Linked DNA regions of Bactrocera dorsalis: region 1 is linked to region 2. Evidence: chromatin contacts called from public Hi-C data. All regions are on one chromosome and are shown on one strand. Each heading gives the region's core, a stretch centred on a gene start, on an enhancer-like site or on the middle of the called end of the contact. The rest is flanking DNA. Distances are from core to core; before and after follow the strand shown. Region 1 has its middle 3.9 kb from the start of LOC105231054. Region 2 holds the start of LOC105231052 (general odorant-binding protein 99a).

Region 1 (5,749 bases), core at 3,123-5,622, 48 kb before region 2:
ACTCTTGAGAAACTATAGGGTTTGTAAAATATTGCAATAGAAAATATGAGTTTACATAACAAATTAGAATATATTTTGAATTACAAAAAAAAAAAAATTAAAAAATTAAAAACAAAAAATAAGCTTTACTATATACTAAAAAGATAAATATAACTTCATTCATATAATATTTTAATATTGAATTTATGTCCATTTGGCTGCCTTCGCGTTTGGGTGCAGTCAAGATGAACTTAGAAAGAAGCCCATTCTTCATTTTGAACCCATCGGTGTACATAGAGGTACTATACTCCTCCCGTACAGTGTCTCTTCTTCATTTACGTATAGAGGAAATCCTCAAGAAAGTTGTTGTCTTATATGAATTATTATTATTATACATACATATACATATATCTTCATTTAAGTCAGCGTTCCCTCTCTTTTTCAACACTTTTATTTGTGTTGTGATAAGAGGCATTTTTGTATCGATGTTTTCAAAATATCATAGTTTTATTCTTAAATATCATTTTAAAAACTTTAAGAGACCCATATAGAATTAGCTATTAACAAAAAAGTCTTTCTGTCGTTTTCGAGCTTTGTGTAGAAAAAATGGCTTTCAGAAGTTTTGGATTTTTTGGCAGAACTCACAACAAAACTGTCTCCCCACTGGAACGTAATTCTCACTAAGCCTCTGAATATTCCGCATAAATAGTACATATAGAATAGATACAGATATATTATCGTATTTTTATATAATTTTAAAATTATAGTGCTTACAAAATTAATTCGATCATTTCACGTTAATTGCAAAACCGAGAGTCAATTTAAATTTTTATTACAGTTTTTGTTAATACTAATAGCGGAATAACACGCTTTTACAAGGCTTGTGACTGGGATTTTTAGTCTCATGTGTTTTATTAAATTTCTATACGTTTTACGAGATCTTTTTTAGTTTATTCAGGTTCAGCCCCATAATGCTATTATTGTCGATTATCTCTCTCGTTTGCTAAAATTCTCTTTTTATTTTCAGACCTAAGTTAAGGTAACTATGTAACAAAAATGTGAGCCGATTTTCTACTATTAAACACTTCTAATTTATTTTTCTTTCTTATGATTTTTTTTTCGCTTTAATTTCGTGCTTTCTCATTATAGTTATTATCCAAAACTTTTATGCCTCCAGCTATTATTTTTAATTTCATCGACCATTGTCTACGTAAGGCATTTATTCTTTTCAAGGAAAAAGTTGATATGGGGATTTTTTGAAGTTGTTTTTTGCTTGAGGCGGTTGGAATGGAAATTGTTGTTAGATCTGGTTTGCGATGTTATACTTTCATACACATTCATAATTACATATGTACATACATATGTATGTATATTAATATATTTACCACATGTATAGATATGATTATACTGTATATTAAAATGTAGATTCCGACACAGGTATCACTTTCACATTGTGATGTTTTGGGCGTGGATCGTTTTAATGTAGAAAAAAAATTTTACTGTAAAATGATATGGTAACCCCCTTCTACACTTCACTGTATATTAGTTGAAACTTCATGAGGAAAATTAGAATAGAAATAGCGTTTAAAATTCATCTGAATTCAAAGCTGTTCTTTTGTGTAAAAACCCCAATGGCCAAAGAGAAATCCAATCAATAGCGACAATGACCTACTACGTTTATTTCCAATTATGCACTTGTATGTATGTGTTTGTGGTTGTGTCTATGTGTGCGTGGTCGCTGCTTGACATTTTCGTTGAATTTTGGTTTTGTTGTAGAAAAATCCCCTAAAAGATTAACACACTAGGTGTTCAGGTCATGTGATGCTAGTCAAAGGCGTTAGGCTGCATTATACACAAATAAGGCTACTATTGAATATACATATAAAATATATTGATAAATTCAAAACTCTCAATGTTAAATTATACGTCAATAATGCGTATGGTAATTAAAAACAAGTAAGGAAGGGCAACGTTCGGGTGACGCTTGGAATATAGTAGATGTATTGCGTTAACTTTAGCCATTACTACAGTACGAGAGCATGGCTCCAAGCACTACTAAACAACATATTTGTCTTCTAATATAACAAAAATTATTATACGTATATAACGGTGATCCATGTATAGGCAAATTTTTCAATAGCATTTTTTTTGAAAAATCGCGCGTGAGTCGCCTCAAGCTATCATGTAATTTTTGTTCAGTATTGTTTGACATTTCATCATGGAAAGACTTACCATTGAACAACGTTTACAAATCGTTCAACTTTATTACGAAAATTCACGTTGTGTTAAGAATGTCTTTTGGGCGGTTCGCTCAAATTATGGTTAACATAAACGGCCTACTGAGGGTACTATTCGCAACACCATCAACTATCTTGTGACCCAACATTCGTTTTTTGAAAATATTCGACCGAATAGATCACGTTCAGCACGCAGTGAAGAAAATATAGTATAGCAGAAAATATAGTAGCCGTAACTGAGAGTGTACACGAAGACCGTGAATAGTCTATTCGACGCCGTTTGCAGCAACTCGGACTAATGACTTGACGCATTTTACGTCGAGATCTTAAATTGAAAGCGTACAAAATACATTTGTGCAAGAACTGAAGTCGCTCGACCTTCCCAAGTGACATCGCTTCACTCTATGGGCTCTTGAAAAGTTCCAAGAAGATCCGACGTTTTGTTCAGCGGTGAGTCCCATTTCTGGCGCAATGAGTATGTAAATAAGCAAAATTACCGCATTTGGACAGAGAGCAATCTGATGAGATTCAAGAGAGAGAGAGAGAAAAAAGCAACCGGTTTGTTGTGGTTTGTAGAACAGTGGAATCATCGGTTCATATTTCCTCAAAAACGAAGCAGGTGAGAATGTCACCGTCAATGGCGACAAGACTATTGATGCCTGATATTGAAGCTCGTGATCTCGCCGACATTTGGTTTGAACAAGACGGAACCTCTTCCCAGATGTCACATCAATCAATGGATGCACATTTTAGGCAGGTCAATTGACCACCAAGATTGTGTGATATCACAGCGTTAGACTTTTTCCTGTGGGGATAAGTAAAGTCTAAAGTCTAAGTCTATATGAACAAATTCCTTTAAAAAAATAGGGAACCTCGAAATGGCTCACATTTTATATATGTATATACTATGCGGTAGTTGGCGTAACTAGTAAACAAAAGTCCACACATTTTCGGAACTCAGCTGTATTATATCTAACACTTGAATTTCCTTAACACGAATCACCATAATCCAATGTTAATACTTTGTTACCGGATAATCGAAACCGGTAAGTTTCGATTAAATGGAAAGAGGATATAATAAACTCAATTGCCAGAAGATGGTTTTACACTGAAGATCTAGGAAACTAGATGAAATAAGACGATGAGATAATGTAAAGGAATCAAGAAAATATTCAACACACTTTTTAAAATGCAAATAGAGTTCTGGTGAGTACCCTGTTTAAAAGGTTGCTATAAAAACTTCAGACGATAGTTTGGAAAACTTCTGACGACACTTCTGGCTTAAAAGTTTCATACTTTAACGGGGCATATTTGAGAGTAAAATTTTGAAAAATTAATTTATTATTTTTTCCTTATTTTAAATATTAAAATTTAAATATTTACTTCAAATACGTCGTCATTTGCCAATTTTTGATTTTTTTTCGATGGTAGGCAATGTCTTCTAGCGTAACATTCTTTTGAAGTTGCATTCGCAGAGAAAGCGAAAATCACTGCAGCAAGAAAGAACTTTTTTATTGATGTCGGAGATCGCGTGTAACACAAAAATATAAAATATTTTCGTTCTTACTTTGTTGTTATGTTTAAAAACTGTAAGTATTGAGATAAGTCGTTTTTCAAGCGCTTATTATCAACAACTTATCGTGTCATCAGACAAACGTGTAACTTAAACGTGCTTTTAATTGCGATTGGCAGTTATTCATTGGTTTACAAAATGCCTACTAATATATTAATTAATTTAAAATTAGTTTAAGGTTCGTTGAAGTCTGTTAATTATAGCAGTTTACATTTATTTAAATAAAAATTCAATATAAATACATATATGTGTGTACATATGTACATGTAAGTCTATGGGCTGGTATGCCTAGGATGGAATGTTGTTTTTAATTTAGAAATGTGTGTCAGAAAATGAGCAGAACAAGCTCAAAAAGAGAGGCAATAATAGTTGGCTTGTAACGTATAACTTTGTAATTGAGTTGGCAAAATCACGTGACGAACATTTATGTAAACAAACTACGTGTATGTGTATGTATTGAAGCTATCAACGCGACACCTAGTAGTATGTGTGTGTATTGGCGATCGTTTAAAGCGATCATAAATTGATTGTTTATTTTTAAATTTATGCGAGGCATTGTATTACAAACATACACACACATGCATACATACGAATATAATTCACGAGGCATGTGAGTGCGGTGCCATTAACGATTCGAGTGGACACTTTGCATGCGAAAGCCAACAATTTTGTGTGTGTGTGTGTTTCGTATGTATGTATGTAGGTATGTTGTGAGAAAATTGGCTTTCCTTATATTTACTTGCCGTTTAGTCGTAAATATCAGCGGTGTATTGAACTTTGAAAAGTAAAAACAAAAATATATATGTATAAATATACGCTATAATGATTCATAACTGACCGATTTATGAGTTATATACATATGTATGTTATGTACCTGTATGCATGTGTGTTTGCTTAATAAGTTTTATATTACATACTTGAAGCTAATTTTTGCTTTATGTTCATAAATTCTTAAATGAGTGAAAACACAACAACACAAAGACAAAACAAAAGCGTCGGTGATAGGCAGTGATAGGCCACAGCAAACAGCAAACCTGTTGGTTGCCACTTAATTGAAAAGTTGTAAATAGAATTGAAAAGCAGTCGAACTTAATTGAAGATCAATTGGGAGGAGGACGAAAAGCATACACATATACACAAACATATTTGTATTAGGTTGACAGAGAGACGTGGGGAAAACTGGATAATAAATCAATAATAAGAAATTGATTGCACTTAATAGAAAGGTGATTGTGGTGCTAGTGAACATCGATAAGTGCATACAAACACATTCTAGGTGCAATGCGAATATTGATTTTCATAAATTGATTATATAATCTTGTTTTTTTTAATAAGTAAGACAGACTAAGCAATCACTTATGGGATGTGAACTTTGCCTTTGCTTGAGGGAAACTGGTATGTTTGAAAAGGAGGAGAGGTTTAGAATTGACAATTGAAAAAATTAATTGTTAATATTTGGAATTAAGTCTGTGTGTATATAAAATGTTACATTTTCAGCCAATTTAATGAAAGCGAAGGGTTAGGTTAGATGGCTGATCTAAGATCGCCTGTAACATATTGTAATGTAATCCTTTGTGATTCCATAGAAAAGAACTCCTGTGTTCGAGCTATAAATTAACAAAACGCTTGTGGCCTATACAAATGATTTCATTTCCGCCAGCTCGGTGGGATGTCAGAAGGTATGCGTTCCCAAGTGTTTAAGTCTTGATGTCAAGAAGGAAATGTTGAGCTGCTTCCATCTCTTCTTCTTCCATACAGCTTCTGCAGATGGCGCCTGGTAGGATTTCTAGCCTCACCCAAATACTTAGTGGACATGGATGCTTTAGAAGCTACCTTTTCAGATTCCACAATGACATTAGTCCGAACTGTCCGACATGTACAGAGTATATAGAAGACTCGGAACTTGTATTATTTCATTGCACTCGATTTTAGAATACAAGGGAACAGCTAAAAACCACAC
Region 2 (5,621 bases), core at 975-3,474:
AGTGCTTTCTTGTTAGTTTTTTAAAGTAAAAACACAAAAACTTCAAAATTAATGGAAAATGATTATTATCATTCGAAAGATTATTCTTTGGCATTTATTTTTTGAAGATTATCTCTTTCAAATTTTGGTCGTGGCTACGTCTCGGTTGGTCCATCTGTTGAGTTCAATTTTCGATGACTCGTTCGAGCATTTCGACTGGTAACTGGCGCATGAGACGCGTAATGTTTTGCTCCAAGATCTGAATCAAAGTGGAATTGTCTGCATAGCCTTTATACACATATCCCAACAGGAAAAAGTATAACGGCGTGATATCACACGATCTGTTTGGCCAATCGACCGGCTCAAAACAGGAAATTATATTCTCACCAAAGTACTCTCAATAGATTCATTGTTCGATGCGATTTGTGAGAAGTGGCCTGTCTTGTTGAAACTAAGTGTCGCCTAGACCGATGATTCCACTGGCCCACAAACCACACCAAACCGTTGTTTTTTCTAGATAAAATGGCAGTTCTTGAATCTTTTCAGGTTGCACTTCATCCCAATTGTGGAAATTTTGTTTGTTTGAGCCAGAAATGGGCCTCATTTACTTTTGAAAAACAATAAAGCGATTTTCGATTATTAAAATTTGTTTTTGTTCTCGAATCCCGAAATATAAAAGGCTAACGAGGCATGTGATACCGACTTAACCAAAGATGCCGAGAAAAGGTCATCCAGTGAAACTGAAATCTTATATTCAGCGCCAAACTACATTATGTTTAGGAAACTTATTCACTTAATTTTATTAAAAAATCACTTATATATACCAATATAAACAGCATAAATATTATTAGAAGTCGACTCCCCACGACGACTGCTCCTGCATATGGCTCAATAGAAGGTATAAAATTTACTCAGAACGAGTGGAATGATATAATGATATATTGAGTTTTTTCGTATTTTTAATCAAACTTCAACTAATTTTTTTATATTTATACTAATAAATAAACAAACAAATATGTACCATTTTGGTCACCCACTATTTGCCATTTTTTTCGCTAGAGACATTATTCCATCAGTGTAAATCGAAATTTCGAAATTTCCAGAACAAAAGCGAGTGAACTATTGTTGTGCTTAACGAACTGATACAGCATCGTCTCTTTAAACTTCACAAATTTCATTGTCGGCTTGCGTGGCATTCTGCCCTTTTTTATACAAAAGTTTCAAAATGTATCGAATTTCTTCATTATTTTCACTGATTTTTTAACAGCTGCATAGCTTCACCGAATTTAATTTTTTAGTTAAATGAAACTTAAAATCTCACCTTTTCAACACTATATGGTCCAATGTGATTGGTAGCACTGGAATATACGACTGCAACGATATGTATTAACAAAATACGAAAAGACTTTTTCGGCTACCAATATTTGATAACTGAATCGCTTATCGAAGAAGAGTGATAATGTCTATATTATACAGGTTCACTTTATCGAATAAGATTCCATTAATACATCTTGCTTTGCCTTGTCACATGATCCAATGTATACGAGTAATAACCACACAATTATAACACTTAATAAAATATACTTTATTGTTCAACGGAGGGCAGCTCTAGTAATTTAATGTTTTTTGGCTTCTTCTATCATTTTTGGAAGTAAGCTTTCCCATGTTCACCGATTTTGCTGGCCATAACACACTTGTGAACACGATAGGCCCATACATCAGCGCTGCTACCCTCGACGTTCTTGTCCGCGCAACCATCATTGATGGCAACGATCTCAGCCTCATCCAAATCCATTTTTAATTGTTTGGCAACACGATCGGCATGATAGCCCTCATGTTCGGTGAAGAAACCCACTCTCTTAGCGGTACAAAGCATGTACTTCCGAATGGGTTCTTCATCGGGATATTCGAAGCTCGAAAATTTTTGCAGTTGTTCTTTGCTAAGTGGAAAATCCTTGAGGCATTCCTGGGCGATAACTTCAAGTTCTGCTTCAGTTTTTGGTATCCATTCATCTTCAGCGTATGCCTAAAATAGAGATTATATAAGATATAGTAATGGTGTAAAATATTGATGTGATGTACGTACCAATGCAATGACTACAAGGATCACAATGAAGAATTGCATATTGGAATTTGGCTTTATTGACTTTCTCCGCTGGACTCAGAGCACAACTGATATAAAGAACTATTGCAATCCCATATTTATACAAGCACATCCAACTCGGTTGGTGAGCGGGCAAATGCATTGAGTCAATTTCATATTATTTTGCTGTTTAATAGTTCGTTTGATCGATTTAGTCTCATTACATGACATACATATTTATGTATATGTATTTAGCGATCTTCTCAACTTAAGCTTGGTCTGATTATTTTTTGATTTATTGACTCAAATTTATGAACTACTACATACAGACATATGCATTTGCAATATCTTATCTCCTTCATACTCTCCAAAAACTGATTTGAGCATCGGTTATTGATAGTACATGCTTATATTAAATACGAGTGTAATATGGGTCAAAAGTGCACCTGATAATTTTTTTGTATCAAATTTTGTATTTCTAACCAAATTTCGTTTGCGGAATCGTTGCGAATGTTGAAAAAGGCTTATGTGGATTCAGTTTTATTTATCAAAAACACAAATATACGAATTGTACAAATCCTTCAAAGACGGTCGAGAGATCGTTGAAGACTTACCTCGTTTTCGACCTTTTCACCACACACCAAAGCCGCTCAAAAATTCTTTGTTATTTTCGATAGTTGTGGTTTGGTGCATCACGTACCGGAGGTACGGACGATCAATAAGGAGTCCTACTTGGCCGTATCGAGGCGTTTGGGTGATAACATCCGTCAAGACAGCCGGAATATTTCAGATCGATATCTTTATTAAAGGATATTCGTTCGAGTATAGACTGACAGATAAACTTAGTAGCATACTTAACATAGCTTGTTTAGGGTATAAAAAATTTACATACACATACATGTGTACATGAAGCTGACGTTTACTTGTTTACTTCCATGCTTATGATTTGCGAAAGGTCAGGTATTTGTTGCCATGTGTGGCAACATTTTTCCCAAAATAAACAGAATTTAACTGAAATGAATAACAAAGTTGTAAAAATGTATGATAAGCGCAAACACAACTTTTTTTTACACATCTGTTGTTGTTGTTTGGAAGATGCAAATATTATGAACCCAAAAAACGAACCGGGTTTACCCGACTCTAGTCTTTCGTTACGTCTTAACAACTGTCAAACAATGATTTTTGTGTGTACCAGAGTATTACGAGTAACATTGGCATACATATGCTAAATATCTTATTATATAATCTCTATTTTATTGTGACAAACTAAGTATAGACAAAAATGTTTAATTGCGAGTAATAAAAGTATAAATTCTGCAAATTTGAATAAGGAGGTAAAGGTACTTTCCACGGACGTGATACTGAGCTAAATAGTCACTCTGTCATTCTTTGTCAATGGCGTCGTATATCTCATACAGCGGGTCGTTCCATCGACTGCGGTATTCGTCGTTGCTAATGCGCAAAGGTCCATATATTCTACGTAGAACCTTTATCTCGAAAACTCGTAATGCCGACTCATCAAATGTCGTCATCGTTCATGCCACTCTGTACCATATAGCAGGTCGGGGAGGATGAGTGACTTGCAGAATTTGGTCTTCGTTCGTCGAGAGAGGACTTTACTTCTCAATTGCCTATTCAGTCTAAAGTATTATTCTGCATTGGATTTCGAAGTTGATGTTGTTGTTTGTGTTAATACTGGTTCCAAGATAGACAAAACTGGCTGAGAAATTTTGGCCTTAAGTCGTTATATTAAAATTTCTATATCTTTTTTTTTACCACCGGGGCAATCCGAATTTATAACCAGCAAAGAGCTGTCAACTCGGCAACAGTTTCTAAGGAACTTTAGCCGTAACAACAACAATAACCGATTCAAAATTGTCATTTTAAATGAGTATATGGCAAGTAATTTTTCTATTGTTGTAGGCATTAGAGCTCCCACTCCCGGGCTCCCGGGCTCCCGAAATCCCGGGATCCCGGACTTAAAACTCCTCCCGGGATTTAAAATTAATTTCCCGGGATATTCGGGATTTTTGTCCTTTTTTTTTTTAAACACTGTTAATTATTATTTTTTCATAAACAAAGTTGTATTTACAATAGATGAACATTGCCAAAAAACAATTAGTAAGAATTTGGTACTTTACAACACTGTTTGATCAAAGTTACAGCACTGGTTTGATCAGCTGTTAATTGGCAAGCTGTAGCATGTGCCAAGCATACGATCAACCGCGCTGCATTTTACAAACTTACACTAGTGCTTATTGTAGAAATTGTCAAAAAGTACAATGCTAATGACGTTGAGAATCGCGATATCGATTTAAAAATAATCGAAAATGAAAAGGAAGAAACGTTGAAGGAAAGGTTGCAAGAAACTGTCAAAGAATCTCGCGTTTTAAAAAGAGATGTCTCATTATCAGTAGAGGAAGCGGTACCAAAGGAAATAAATTTACTTCTTGGGGGTGGCGGGCTTGGCAGCAATCTGGAGGTTGCTTCTAATTTTTTAAAGACAATACCACCAACTAGTGTCGAATGCGAGCGTTGTTTTTCAGTGTCTGGCCGCATTTGCACTAAAATCAGATCCAGTTTAAACGATGAAACAATAGATGCGCTTGTATTTTTAATATACTATTTAAAATTAGTTCCTACAGAAATCGATCTGTGATTTTTATTATTTGTTTTTTGACAAAATAATATATATATAATACCAAATACATAGGTATACTTTTAATTTAATTCATGTAACTGATTTGAAATAAAAAGTGAATTATATATTTTTTTCAATTTATAAGAAATAATAATTATTATTAAATAATAATTTTTTTATTATAAAGAACCCAAGGACATGGGCTTGCTTAATTGAATCTATGTAACTGATTGGAAATAAAAAATAATTTAATTTTTTTTAAATTTATAAGCAATAATTAACAATTTTTATTTTCTCCCGTTTTTCCCGGGAAATGAAATTTCGATATCCCGAAATCCCGGGAATTCGAAAACATTCCGGGAGTGGGAGCTCTAGTAGGCATGAGGGAGGTCTCAACGAATTGCATAACAAATAACTTAATCTAGGTCAGAAGAATGAGCCTTCATCATCACAAAGAACAAGGACATTAAAAATAGCGTCATTCGTCTGGCACCAAACACGTAAAGAAAGTAGTAAGTCGCCAAAATGATAAACAATAAAAATTTCCATAAGGGTTCATGGTGAGGTGGAATGGTTTAAGTGCAGACAAGATCGCCCAGATCATGTGCAAAGGCCCGAAAAAAACGCGCTTACTTTTTATTCACACCAATTCAAAAAGCCTACAGGAAGATTGTTGGCTTAATGACAGGTTAAAACTGACTAGCATCATATGCGAACCGGATAGGTATTAGTAATGATGATACATACTCGTACATGCAGAAAGTGCAAGGAAGTAGGCATGAGAGACGTCAATTGACTCAACGAGAGAGTACGGAATGGCGGTGAGCCTGGTCATTTCAATGTCAGGGTCTTTGCTATTTTTTCATTCATTTACAGTGTTACAGTATATAAGAAGCTCATACCAAAAGATACTACGGT

The links. Hi-C and Micro-C count contacts between places; a contact is called where the count stands out from the background.
Region 1: a contact with region 2 is called in a Hi-C map of whole body, with 4 times the contacts expected there. The contact joins the enhancer-like site here to the promoter of LOC105231052 in region 2. A contact is called at or near these places in 2 of 2 Hi-C or Micro-C datasets (both in whole body).

The regions. Positions count from the first base shown.
Region 1 is chr2:24,637,429-24,643,177 of ASM2337382v1, reverse strand. No RefSeq gene overlaps it. Among protein-coding and RNA genes, the nearest start is that of LOC105231054, 3.9 kb to the left of the region's middle. Within about 2 kb of position 4,372, the one cell type or tissue checked has open chromatin away from gene starts, as enhancers often do.
Region 2 is chr2:24,587,529-24,593,149 of ASM2337382v1, reverse strand. It overlaps LOC105231052 (general odorant-binding protein 99a), which reads right to left and starts at 2,224. Exons shown (of 2, transcript XM_011212143.4): 1 at 2,066-2,224; 2 at 1,548-2,005. The coding sequence starts at 2,104. The coding sequence ends at 1,619.